2 separate regions of the Oryctolagus cuniculus genome follow, and region 2 is linked to region 1. A link is a contact called in public Micro-C data. All regions are on one chromosome and are shown on one strand. Each heading gives the region's core, a stretch centred on a gene start, on an enhancer-like site or on the middle of the called end of the contact. The rest is flanking DNA. Distances are from core to core; before and after follow the strand shown.

Evidence for each region. A called contact is a pair of places that touch in the nucleus more often than the background predicts.
Region 2: a contact with region 1 is called in a Micro-C map of ear pinna, with 5 times the contacts expected there. The contact joins the promoter of ATP5PO here to the promoter of MRPS6 in region 1. A contact is called at or near these places in 3 of 6 Hi-C or Micro-C datasets (ear pinna, psoas muscle and skin fibroblasts).

Annotation. Positions count from the first base shown.
Region 1 is chr4:10,958,364-10,963,955 of mOryCun1.1, reverse strand. It overlaps MRPS6 (mitochondrial ribosomal protein S6), which reads left to right and starts at 2,846. Exons shown (of 3, transcript XM_070071862.1): 1 at 2,846-2,945. The coding sequence starts at 2,904. It also overlaps a transcript of SLC5A3 not described here.
Region 2 is chr4:11,119,940-11,125,546 of mOryCun1.1, reverse strand. It overlaps ATP5PO (ATP synthase peripheral stalk subunit OSCP), which reads right to left and starts at 4,240. Exons shown (of 7, transcript NM_001171421.1): 1 at 4,205-4,240; 2 at 3,102-3,152; 3 at 2,244-2,354. The coding sequence starts at 4,240. LOC138849236 (a long non-coding RNA gene) reads right to left here. Exons shown (of 3, transcript XR_011387722.1): 3 at 4,970-5,574.

The sequences.
Region 1 (5,592 bases), core at 1,597-4,096:
TAAGCAAGATCTATATGAGGGTAGTGCCAAATGTCCCTGTAAAAATGGAATTAAAAGATAAGTTTATCTTGGCCTGAAGAACCTTTCTTTGAAATCCAGGTAGTTGTTCCATAATAAACATATTTCATGATCATTGTGAAGACCTTTTGAGTGCATAGATTTTTTTTTGCACCCCAATAAATTGGTCTTATCATCCTATTTCCCACAGACTTTTGGCAAAACCCTTGCGTTGGTGCTTGAGGGTTGAAGGAAGAATCCTTGCAAAGGGAGAGTTTGACTGCTTCGGTGAGGACCAAGTGTGTGGGAGCCTGGAGCTGCAGATGGGAGGGGCTGGTGGTGTTTGGAGGGTGCTGCTCGCTCCCTCTGCGTGGGCTGCTCAACACGGAGACGTTGTGGAGCTCCCAGGGGGTGTGGTCAAAGTTAGGAAAGTCTACCAAGGTTGGTTTTCCCCACGTGTAAACTGGGGGCAGTGATAGTACCTATCTCCGTGGTGAGGGCTGCAACCAAGCCCTTACCGCTCTGTTCCCGGCTCATAGTGGATGCTCTAAACGTCAGAGTCAGTAATAAAAATAACGGCTACCTTTGAAAATTAATGATGGGACGCTCAAGGTCAAGTCTCATTATTCAGCAATAAAAAAGGAAGGTAAAGGGATGACCCAGGGTGTATCCTCAGGTTACTTTTTAAAATTGGACTGGATTTCAATTTCTGTTCTTATTCTTCTTTCCTATCCTCCCTCAAAAGACGTTCTTCAAAATTGATTAAAGCCTCTGGTTAGTCACATCTTAAATATCTACCATATTAAGAATTCTCGGAGAACCGAAGAGTCATTTTTGTAATGGATGCATTAAATACTGCAGTATTACTTTATAATCCTATAGACTATTTTTGTATGAAGGTAAGAACGTTTTGATGAAGTTAAGTTTGTAGTTATAGCAGGAAGACACTGAGTTTGCAGCAGTACTCTCAGTGATTTTAAGAATGAGAAAAAATTCTTAAATGAAGCTACAGGTATTCTGCTACTATGCTTTAGAAAAAAAGGATTGAAGGGGAAAGTGTTGAGATGGTAGCCCTCCTTCAGAATGAGCTTGTGGGTGGCCATCAGCTTGGGTGGGTTTGGGGTGCTGACTCTGCATTATGCAGTCAGGCTACTTTCCTTACACCACCTGGAGGTAATGGAGCCGCAGATCCTCACATGTCCCAGGGTTTGGGAGAAACAGTGGAGCTTCCAAGAGGGAATGCTCCAGGTTGCGCTCAGCTGCTCGTTTGCCTTGGTCCTTGGCTTGGCATATTCTTGTGGAGGTCCTGCGGTCCCAACTGGATCACGTAATGGACAACGGGAAGCAGAGCTGAAGTGGGGGTTCCTCCTAGACAATCTGTGACTCCCTCCTGAAGTCCAGGAATGCCTTCCTGCCCCTTCTGTCCTCACTCCCGCCCTCCCTTGATTGTATTGTCACTGCTTTTTATAAAAACGTATTTTCCAGATTTATTTATTGAAAGAGATGGAGCAATAGGGACACAGACACGGACATGCACACACACACACACACACACACACGGAGTGGGGGGGGGGAATCTTCCACCTGCTGGTTCATCCCCAAATGACTGCAAAGGCCAGCATCGGGCTAGGTGGAAGCCAGGAACCGGAGACTCCATCCAGGTCTCCCACGTGGGTTGCAGGGCCGCAAACAATTGGGCCATCTGCTGCTGCTTTCCCAGGCACGTTAGCAGGGGGCTGGATCAGAAGTGGAGCAGCCAGGACTCAAACGGGCACCTGTCTGGGATGCCAGAGTCAGAGGTGGCGGCTTATCTCGACGCACCAGGACACGGGCCCCTTGCTACTCCTTTAGGGGAAGTTGGCAGTTCCCAGGTGGATTCATGACTGCAGTCTCGCTTTAGAAGAACACAGGGACAGGCGTGGAAGTAGTAAAAGACCCAGACATCAGAGAAGCGTGTGTTCCAAGCACCCTCCTTGCTTTTGTGGAGTAAGGGGGTGGATGTGAGATGGTCAAGTCTCTGGGTGACAAAGGGACCCTCTGTTCTTGGTTTACAGAGAGCACACGGTTAATCCACCACCGCACCACACACCAGCCCCCTTGCTCCGGGTGGCCACAGGTGTAGCGTGGTGGCTGCATATCTCATCTCTCTTAGTAACCACCTTCGCCTACCTGGAACTTCCTAAGCCCTACAGTGGGGTCAGTAGCGCCTGCCTCATTGCACTGCCCAGAGAATTTTCCAGGACACAGCTCATACACTTAGTAGGTGCTCCGTGAACTTCAGCCATCTCACTGCCAGACCCTTCTAAACCGGCCCAGGGCCAAGGCCAGCAGTTGCAAGGGTCTTCGTCTATGCGGGGCGCAGCGCGACAAAATCGCATTGGGCACCGCTGGAGGCCACGGCGAGGGAGGGGCCCGGGGTCCGGAGGGATGCAGGGGCTCCCGGGGGCTCGGCGCATCCTTTTTAATGCACGCCGAGCACACGCGGAAAGAATACTGGCGAGCGTCCCGGCGTCAGCTCGCCCCCGGCAACCGCACGCGGCGCCCCCGCGCTCCGGGGCGGAGGTGCGGCAAGCGCCTCACGGGCACCGCGTCCCCCGTCTCCCCGCAGGCGCAGCCCGCCCAAGGTCGCGCGGCCCCCGAGGGGTGCAGCCGCACGGAACCCGCGCGCGGGGGGCCCACGGCGGGCGCCTCGCGCACCCTCGCCGGGGAAGGGGCCTCGGGGCGCCGCGGGCCGGGAGAGCCCGGGGGGTCCCGCTGAGGAAACCCCCCCCTCTCCTCGGTGCGCTGCCTCTCGCCGGGAATCGGCGGGCGAGGGGCGCGCGCGCGCGCTCACACACACCACACACACACACACACACGCACGCGGACGAGACCGCACCGCGGCGCACGCGCACTCGCCGCCCAGGATGAGACGGAAGCGATGGAAAGTTCCACCCGGTTCGCGAGCCGTAGGTAGCACGCGCGGCGGCGGCGGAGGCAGGGCGCGCCCAGGGGGGGACCCCAGCGGCCTCTGCGGGCCGCTCACGGTCGTGGGCCCGACTCTGGGCCCGAGTGGGTGCCGGCCACGGGCCGCGGGCCGCAGGCCAGGGACCCCGGCGCGGGCGGCGCCCCGGGGACCGCGGCTGCGGCGGCGACGCAGCCGGCGGGAGGGGGCGGGGCGGCCGCGCGAGCGCGCGGGGGCGGGGCGCGCCGAGGGGCGGGGCGTGCGGTCTGCGCAGCTGCCAGCGCCTTTAAGCCCGGGCTCGCGCGGCCGGAGAGCGCTTTCGCCGCCCGGGAGCTGTCCGGCCCAGGAGCCCTCAGGACCCCCCCACCCCGCCCCGGCCGGCGCGGGTCCAGCCGTTCCCCGCCCCTCCGCGTCCAGGGAGCCGGCTCGAGTCGAGCCGCGCGCCGAGCGTTCGGGCAATGCCCCGCTACGAGCTGGCTTTGATCCTGAAAGCCATGCAGCGGGTAAGTGACCTTCCCTCCGAAGCGCGTGTTCCCGCGTGGGTGCCCCCGCCATGGCCGCCGCCGCCGCCGCCGCCGCTAGGCCGCCGCCTCCCTCCGTCCCCGGCGGCGGGACCCCGGGTCTCCCCGCGCGGCCCGTGGTGGGGGTGGGGGGCGTCCGCGCGGAGGGCCCGGCCGCGTGCGCGCGGGAGGCGGGGGTGTGCCCGCGCGGCGCGCGGCGCGGGAGGGTGTGCCTCGCACGCGGCCGGGCGGGGGGTGGGGCGGCTCGGGCCGCGGGAGCCCCCTCCGAAGGTGCGCGGGAGGACACGCGCGGGCGCCCCGGCCCGCTCCCGCCTCGTGAAGCTGCTGGCCGCCGCGGGACGCCGGGCGCTCAATAAACCGTTCCTGCAAAGCGTGTTTGTGCAGTTCTCTGAACCCCGCTCGCACGTTGAGGAAACACACGCACCAAAAACAGCCCGCCCCGGGACTTCTCTCTCTCTCTCTCCGACTTCAGCGCGAATCCTGCTCCCGGTGCCCCTCGCCCCGGGGCGGGCACCCGGGCGGGGGCCTTGTGCGCCCCGAGAAGACACTTTCCCGCCCCGCCCCGCCCGGCGTGTGCTTGATGTTGAGTGGGGGCGCGCAGGTGTGGAGGGCCGGCGAGCGACCCTGCCCAGCACCGGGGCGGCCGGAGGCAGCGCTTCGCCCGACGCCCCCACGGAGTCGGTAATGTAGCGTGGGAGCGCCTCCCCGCCCCCGGGACGGTTCCAAGTAAGCCTCGGCGCACCACTACGTCTGCACGCAGCCCGTGTCGGCTTCGGGGCAGTCTCCGAGGGACTGCCGCCAGGTTGGGGTGAACTGAAGCCTAGGATGCTGGCCAGGCTCCCCGAGAACGGACGCTGGCCTGTGCACATGGTTGACTGGGGCCGCGAGCCGGGTCCGGAGGCTCCGTCCCCGCGAGCCATTGTGTCCCCCTGCCTGCTCTCCCGGCGCCCGCCGGGGAGAGCTTGATGTCTTGCCCAGCCTCCTGACAGATCTTGCTCCCGGCTTTTACCAGGATACACGGCTTAAAACGAGTAGGAACCACGGGAAAAGTTACCCAAAGGCCGTTTTTAGTTAAGTGGAACTCTCTACGCCGTCCGTTTAACCTCTTTTTCAGCAGATATTACAGAACGTGGGAAATGTTACTGAAACGCCTTTTGTTAACTTCCTTGGGTAGCTAGCAGGTGATCAGTGGCTACAGGAGGTAACCTGTAGGCTTAACGCGCCCCTGAACCTTGAAATGAAGACCCACACACTTCTCTGTTTCTGATAACAGCTGCCAAGTGTGTAGCTTAACATGGCTACGAGTATGTTAGTTAAATGTGTTTCCTTCACCATGCTACCTATTTTTTTTTTTTTCTTTTTGTATGCTGTAACAACCAGGGTTCACAGACTTTGGATGTGGAGGTTGCAATTTTTACTCTAGTACAGATAAGGTATATGTAGTTTGGTTAAAATAATAAACTCCTTGAAATTCTTGCCCAAGGGCAGGGGGCAACAAACAAAACCAAACCAGACCATTCTGGAAAGAGCAGCTCATTGGAGGGGGGAGGTGGGCTCCATGGTCTTAGGTAGAATCTTGTAACAAAAATTGTATGGAGATGATCCTTGACCTAAATAAAGTAAGATTAAACAACTACAGAAACTCCACTTTTTGTTAAGAACTTATCTTTGAGTAGATTGTAAATGTGTCATAAAGACAGGTTTTGGGTAATTTTGTTTGCTTTCAACTTGAGAAGGTTGGATTCTAAAATAGGATGTGTAATTTGGGGTTTATAAACGTGAAGTGCCACTTTGTGCCTGCACACTTTTGAAGGCCCTGGGGCAGGCGCAGTGCTGCCCCAAGCAGTTCCTTCTGCTGCAGGGGCTGTTAGGAACCCTCCTGGTTCTAGATTGGTCCTGTATTTTGTCGTCTTCCCCTTTCCCCACATCCTCTGTGGCTTGGAGGAGAGGAAACATGCTGTGATGGACAGCTTTTATTCTAGCAGATCCAGAAGTGGCTGCCTCTTGGGCTGCTGTGTGTTCTGTGGCACTCGAGAAGCCTAAGAGCATTGGTAATCTCCTGGAAGGTGGTCCCTCGCCCTACCCTCATCCCCCTTATTTTATTTTCTTTGACCTCTAGCTTGACTCAAT
Region 2 (5,607 bases), core at 2,991-5,490, 160 kb before region 1:
CTACAAGTACCACGCAAACATTTCTGTAAATTCTTTACGGCACACACAAGCGCAGCGGCCACACACACACACACACCTTCCTATGAATTGAGAAAACTAGCACTTCTGTGTAACTTTCAAGTAAATAGATCTTTAAAAAAAAAAAACTAGCACTCTCAAAGCATAAGATAGAATCAAATCTCTACCTGCCTTTAAAAAACACTGCTCAATGATTTTATACAGAATAAAGATATTCTTTGAAAAAATGAAAACTATATGAAGCTTCTTCAATTCACTTGTACTTTTCAAGAAAGATTATAAAACTAAGCAGGCAAAAGCTTTAATTCACTGCGTATTTTAATGCACCCAATATAGGTAATACCCCAGATCTCCCAGTCATGCAAGTGCAGACCTAAAGATGAGGCTCTGTCTGCCAAGCAGGCCTCCCCTCTGTCCCCCCCACCCCGGGGGGGGGGGCTCTCTGACCCAGGCCGCCCTGATCTCGCCCTGCCCCTCCCACACTTCTAACCCCATTGCGAGACCGCTGACATCGGCCGCACAGCCTCATGAGTGTGGGAAGAAGAGGACGGAACTGCCATCTCCACGGGCAACCAGCTGTCCCCATTCTGTGCAATGTCCTCTGGGATCCTGCACGTCTGAACTTGGCCACCAAAGGCCTCCTTCCAGCTCCCTGCCCCTCAGCCTCGGGCCACAGATCGCAGGAATCAAGGGCGGCTGTTTCTGGTTAGGTATTGTTCATTCACCTGCCAGTTCCATCACCTGGCTAGCACGGCCGCCCAGGCTGCCAGCCAGAACCCTACGGTCTCTGATCCAGGCTGCCTGTCACAGGAGGCCATCCGAGGCCAAAACTCCCACTGGAATAGGCCCAGAGAAACAGCACTTCCCAAAGAGCGACAGCCATGTGCAAACAGCGTGACATCTGTGTAGCATCGCACGTCCCTTTCAGGGCCCCCAAAATGCTTTCACTGGTAGAGTCTCAAGGTCATGGCTCCCTTCAGTTCCTCCATGTTCTGACCGCGTCCAGGCCGCAGTGAGACCCCATTCCATCCCGACCAGCCTGGCTGTGCTCTCTGCTGGGACCACCACAGGGTTCAGAACGGACACAGCCGACAAGCAGTGGCCCGAGAACGCGAGCGTGAGACCCTGTCTGCCGCTGCCGCCCCGCCCCTCAAGAGCCTCCAACGTTAAGGCTGGCCTGGTGGCCCCGGGGGATCACGGGACTTGGCAGGGCTTGATCGGCAGGTAACTGGTAACAGAGGGAACGTGCCACCGTTACTGTTAGGACCTCCGTTGCAAAGAAAGCACACAAAGCAAAATGACTGCGAGGAACAAGTAGCACAGAACAGTAAAGCTCCCACGAGGTGCGGGCACAGCACAGAATGGGAGCACCACTCACGCACTCGGCTAGCCTGCGGTCTTCTCCCGAACAATGAAAATAATGTTTTCTAAGTACATGGATTAAAAATGCAAGGTGTTCTGAAAACACACAGTCACACGGCACAGGCTACCCATGGGACTGTGCCTCCCACCCCTCCCTTCCTGGCAGAGGGGAGGGGCGAGGAGAAAGTACACCGAGGGGACACAGCGGAAGGGGCGGGAACTTGGGACGTCGGGGCAAAGCGAGCAGGGCTGCTCCCGTCTCAGCTGCACTGCAGCGTTCTGCTAACGCACCTTACGTAGTCTTCATGCTACCCAGCACGGCACCGGCCCGCCCAGGGGCTGCCCTGCGGTTCCGTCGGCAAGGCGCCCACCACCTTCCCTCCTTTTGCTGCCCAGGAGGCGCGGCTGCCATCCTCCCCTCTCGTCTTGGGAACAACCTACTAATTAAAACCCAGGAAACGGCTTCATAAGGAAAACAAACTCTCAGACAAAACCAACAGGCATTTTAAACACTGTTGTAGAAACTGCTGGATAGCAAGCTCGGATTCTTGAAGGCAACCTTTTAAATCCTTTCCTGAAATGGCACTTTTTCTTAAATCATCACCTTACATTTGAAGTGATATTTCTATCTCGTCTCAGCCCAAAGCCAGGTTCCCTGCATTACTCTCCGTGTGTGTATCTGCTTGTTCCTGTTATAGAAGTTTCAGAAGACAAGCCAACACTATCGCTAACAGCATGCGTAAGAGAATTATTATTCTGTGACTCCTCTCCCAGAAGCTGTCTTGTCAGGACGCACAGCTAAGGCGCCACAGCAGAGAAGCGCGCAGGGCCACCGCGCACGCGCAGTGAGGGGAGGCGCTTACCGCTACTCTCAGCAGCTCCTTCTCCACCTGCTCCAGTTTGTTCTGCTTGGAGGCGGCCGAGTAGAGGGCGGTGGCATAGCGGCCTTCCACGCCGTACACCTGCACCGGCGGCTTGAGAGGGAGAGGGAAGCCGAGGGAGATCGGTGAACCGTGCTTCGTACAGACAACACGGCACGGACAGTCATCAGAGGGCTGTCCTAAGAACAAACCCTCACACCGATTAGGGGTCTGGGTGTTTCCTTGGCCTGACCAGGCAAACGTTTAGGAAGCGCCCGCAGGCACCCCTTCCTCCCTGCGGCGGCGCTGCTGGGGCTCCGCTCCCGGCCCCCACGCCCCAGCGTTCAACGCCACAGAGCCCACGCTTGCACCATCTTCCCCAGGGGACTGCGGCCTTTTCCCTACACGCCACAGTCAATGTACGACTGCACGTGCCGCGTGGTGCTGCGTGGCTGCACAGGGGAAAGCCCAGGCAATAGTGAGGCCGAGCAAAGCACCGTCTCCTGGAGCCTCAGTTTCCCCTTTCACACAACGGCAAGGCCTGCCATGCTCCAGCGCCGCAGAGGGGCGGTGAGAACTTCTCACGTGGAGGGTGGCTCTGGGCGATCTGGTGCTTGGACGACGGCAGGGATGTGACAGTCACTTCTCACCCACTTAAAGGTTCCGCTGGCGTCTGTCACAGGGCAAGCACCCTCCACCATCACCGTCCCCACCCTGCGCACGTGTGTCTTGTGAATCGCAACAACATGCAAAGGTTTACGTAGAAGCGACACCACAGGCCACGGCCTGACTGTAGGGCTAGAGCATGCACACCCTCCCACAGGCCCCTCCCCCACACAGGCGTGTGTATAAAGGACCTACCCTCACGAGCTTGGCAAACGGCCGGACCACAGATGTACTGAAGCTTCGCACCTTCAAAGCAAGAATGGAAACAGGTCAAAAGAAATGTCTTCGAGAATCTCTGTAATTCATTCAATCGCGACCTAAGGCTGCCTTTTAAACGATGTTTTTTGACATAGACTCCACGCGGGTGAGCTGTCTTTATTAGCCAGGAGTCCATGTTCTCACCGAGAATCACGCCACGTTGTTTGGAAAATCGCTTTCCCAGTAATCTCCTAGTTTGCCAGGAACCGGCCGAGGCAAGCGCCCAGTACCAAGGAGAAAACGCTACCTTCCAGGAAGTTAACATCTAACATTTCTGAGCGGGATTTTAACACAAGGGGGAGGAATCCGTAAGGAGCTGTAACAGATGGGCTGTCAGGAATCCACCTGCTGTCTAGTGGTTAGGGCGCGGGAGCGTGACCGCACAAGTTCAAGTCCCCAGCGATGCCCTTGCGGCTCTCAAGGGCCATAATCCACGCACCCGCAAAGGCACGGACCGCCCTCCAGGGCTCTGAGCTCCAGAACGCACTGTGTTAAAACCGGCTCTAAGGGCAGGGTTTTCGGGCTTATGGGGAAATCATGGAAACTACAGCGGGGTCAAGTGCGCAAAGCATCGCGGTGAGACGGAAGCGCGGCTATTTGATTTATTTTTCCCAACGCCACTTTCTCGGTGACACTGGGGTTCGGGTCTTAACCCCATCACTCACTACCCAAGCAGCCCAGGACGCCCCATTTGAACTTCTCATGTCCTTTATAAACCTGGGAAATCCGCCTGAAGTCACCAGCGACCCCCGACGGTTTATGGAACAGCCCAGGCGGCGAAGCCCGGGGCTGGCCGGTGGCCCCTGGCGCCAGGGGTTTCCCGGGCTGTGCCCTGAGGACGCCGAGATGACCGCGCGCCCAGCACCGCGCCGGGCACCCCACAGGCGTCCCGGGGGACGCGAGCCGGGCCGCCCTCACTCGCCAGGCCCCACGACCTTGAACGGCGGCCTTGGTTTCCCAGCGGTGGCCTCGAACCCTAGCGCGCAGGCTCTGGTACAAGTTTCCCCAAGGAGGGCGTCCTCCCAGCTAGCTTCTCTCACCTGCCGGGTGAGCCCGCACACTGCGGGGGCCGCCATCTTCTCCCGGGCAGCTGTAGGTCAAATCCGAGCTGGAAGAGGAAGGGGCGCGAGGGCGCACGCGCGCGTCAGCGTACCCGCTAGGCTCTCTGGGAAGTGTAGGCGTAGGTCGCCACAGCGCGTGCGTAGCCACCTCCTTCAAGCTGGGAGTTGTAGTCCTTAGACGATGCAGTAGGGGTGACCTCCCAGGGGGAGGCTGCACCTGCGAAAGGAATCCTTGAGTTCTGGTCCCCGGGGTAAAAACGATGGCGTTTGTCGCATTTCACAGATACCTTTATGTCCGACTACTCATCCCTCCAGCTGCCTTCTGGAGCTTCGTTTTCCCTTTTGCGGGAACAGGTTTAGCCGACAGCATCGCCGACCTCCTCTTGGGCGCTTCCTTCGTGGCGCCTTCGGCAGAGGTGTCCTTGGAAGCAGGGCGGGTGCGTGCCGGGTACCGACAGCCTAGCGAAGCCGGGCTGCGGGGCTGCCGCCGCGGCTCTCCCCCGCCCGCTGGAGCCGTTGGGAACTGCCATGGCCCCTCCTGGAAGCGTCTTTATACATTCATTAAAAAAAAATTAAGATAAATTCCAAATAGTCCCCAGAACCGGCACAGCCTGGTGAGATAGTCCAAGTACTTGGCTTCCGATGCGTGAGGCCAAGTCCTTTCCACAGGGTTAAACCAAGTCATGCTTTTCGCTCGCTAGTAGTGTCTGAAAATCCTTGTTCCCCTGCACAATGCAAATCATATTTCCAAATACATATTTAATTTAATTTAAATTTTTAAAAAGATTGATTTTATTTATTTGAAAGTCAGAATTACAGGAGGAGAGAGAGACAGAGACAGAGACAGAGGGCGAGACATCTTCCATCCACTGGTTCACTCCCTAGGTGGCTGCAACAGCCAGGGCTGGGCCAGGCCAAAGCCAGGAACCAGGAGCTTCTTCCAGATCTCCCACGTGGGTGCAGAGGACCAGGAACTTGGGCCATCTTCTACTGCTCTCCCAGGCCATAGCAGGGAGCTGCACCGGAAGTGGAGCAACCGGGACTCCAGCCAACGGCCATATGGGATGCTGATGCTACAAATGGCGGCTTTACCTGCTCCTCCACAGCGCCAGCCTCTTCCATATACATCTAATGGAAAGTCTATTCATTTAACACGCTTTGTGGAGCATGGGTCCTGTGTGTCAGAAGCTGTACCATGCCTTGAAGACAGAGCAGGGTATGACAAAGGGCTTGTCTTCGTAGGCCTGGTATTCTCCGTGAAATTGAACGGCAGCACCTGTGTGGGTTTTTGGAGCTATACTGCGAATCCAAAGTGCTGAGGCCAAAAACGCTTGGAAAACAGGGTCGCTCTGAAAAAGATTGGGAATTCATCTGCAGGTGTG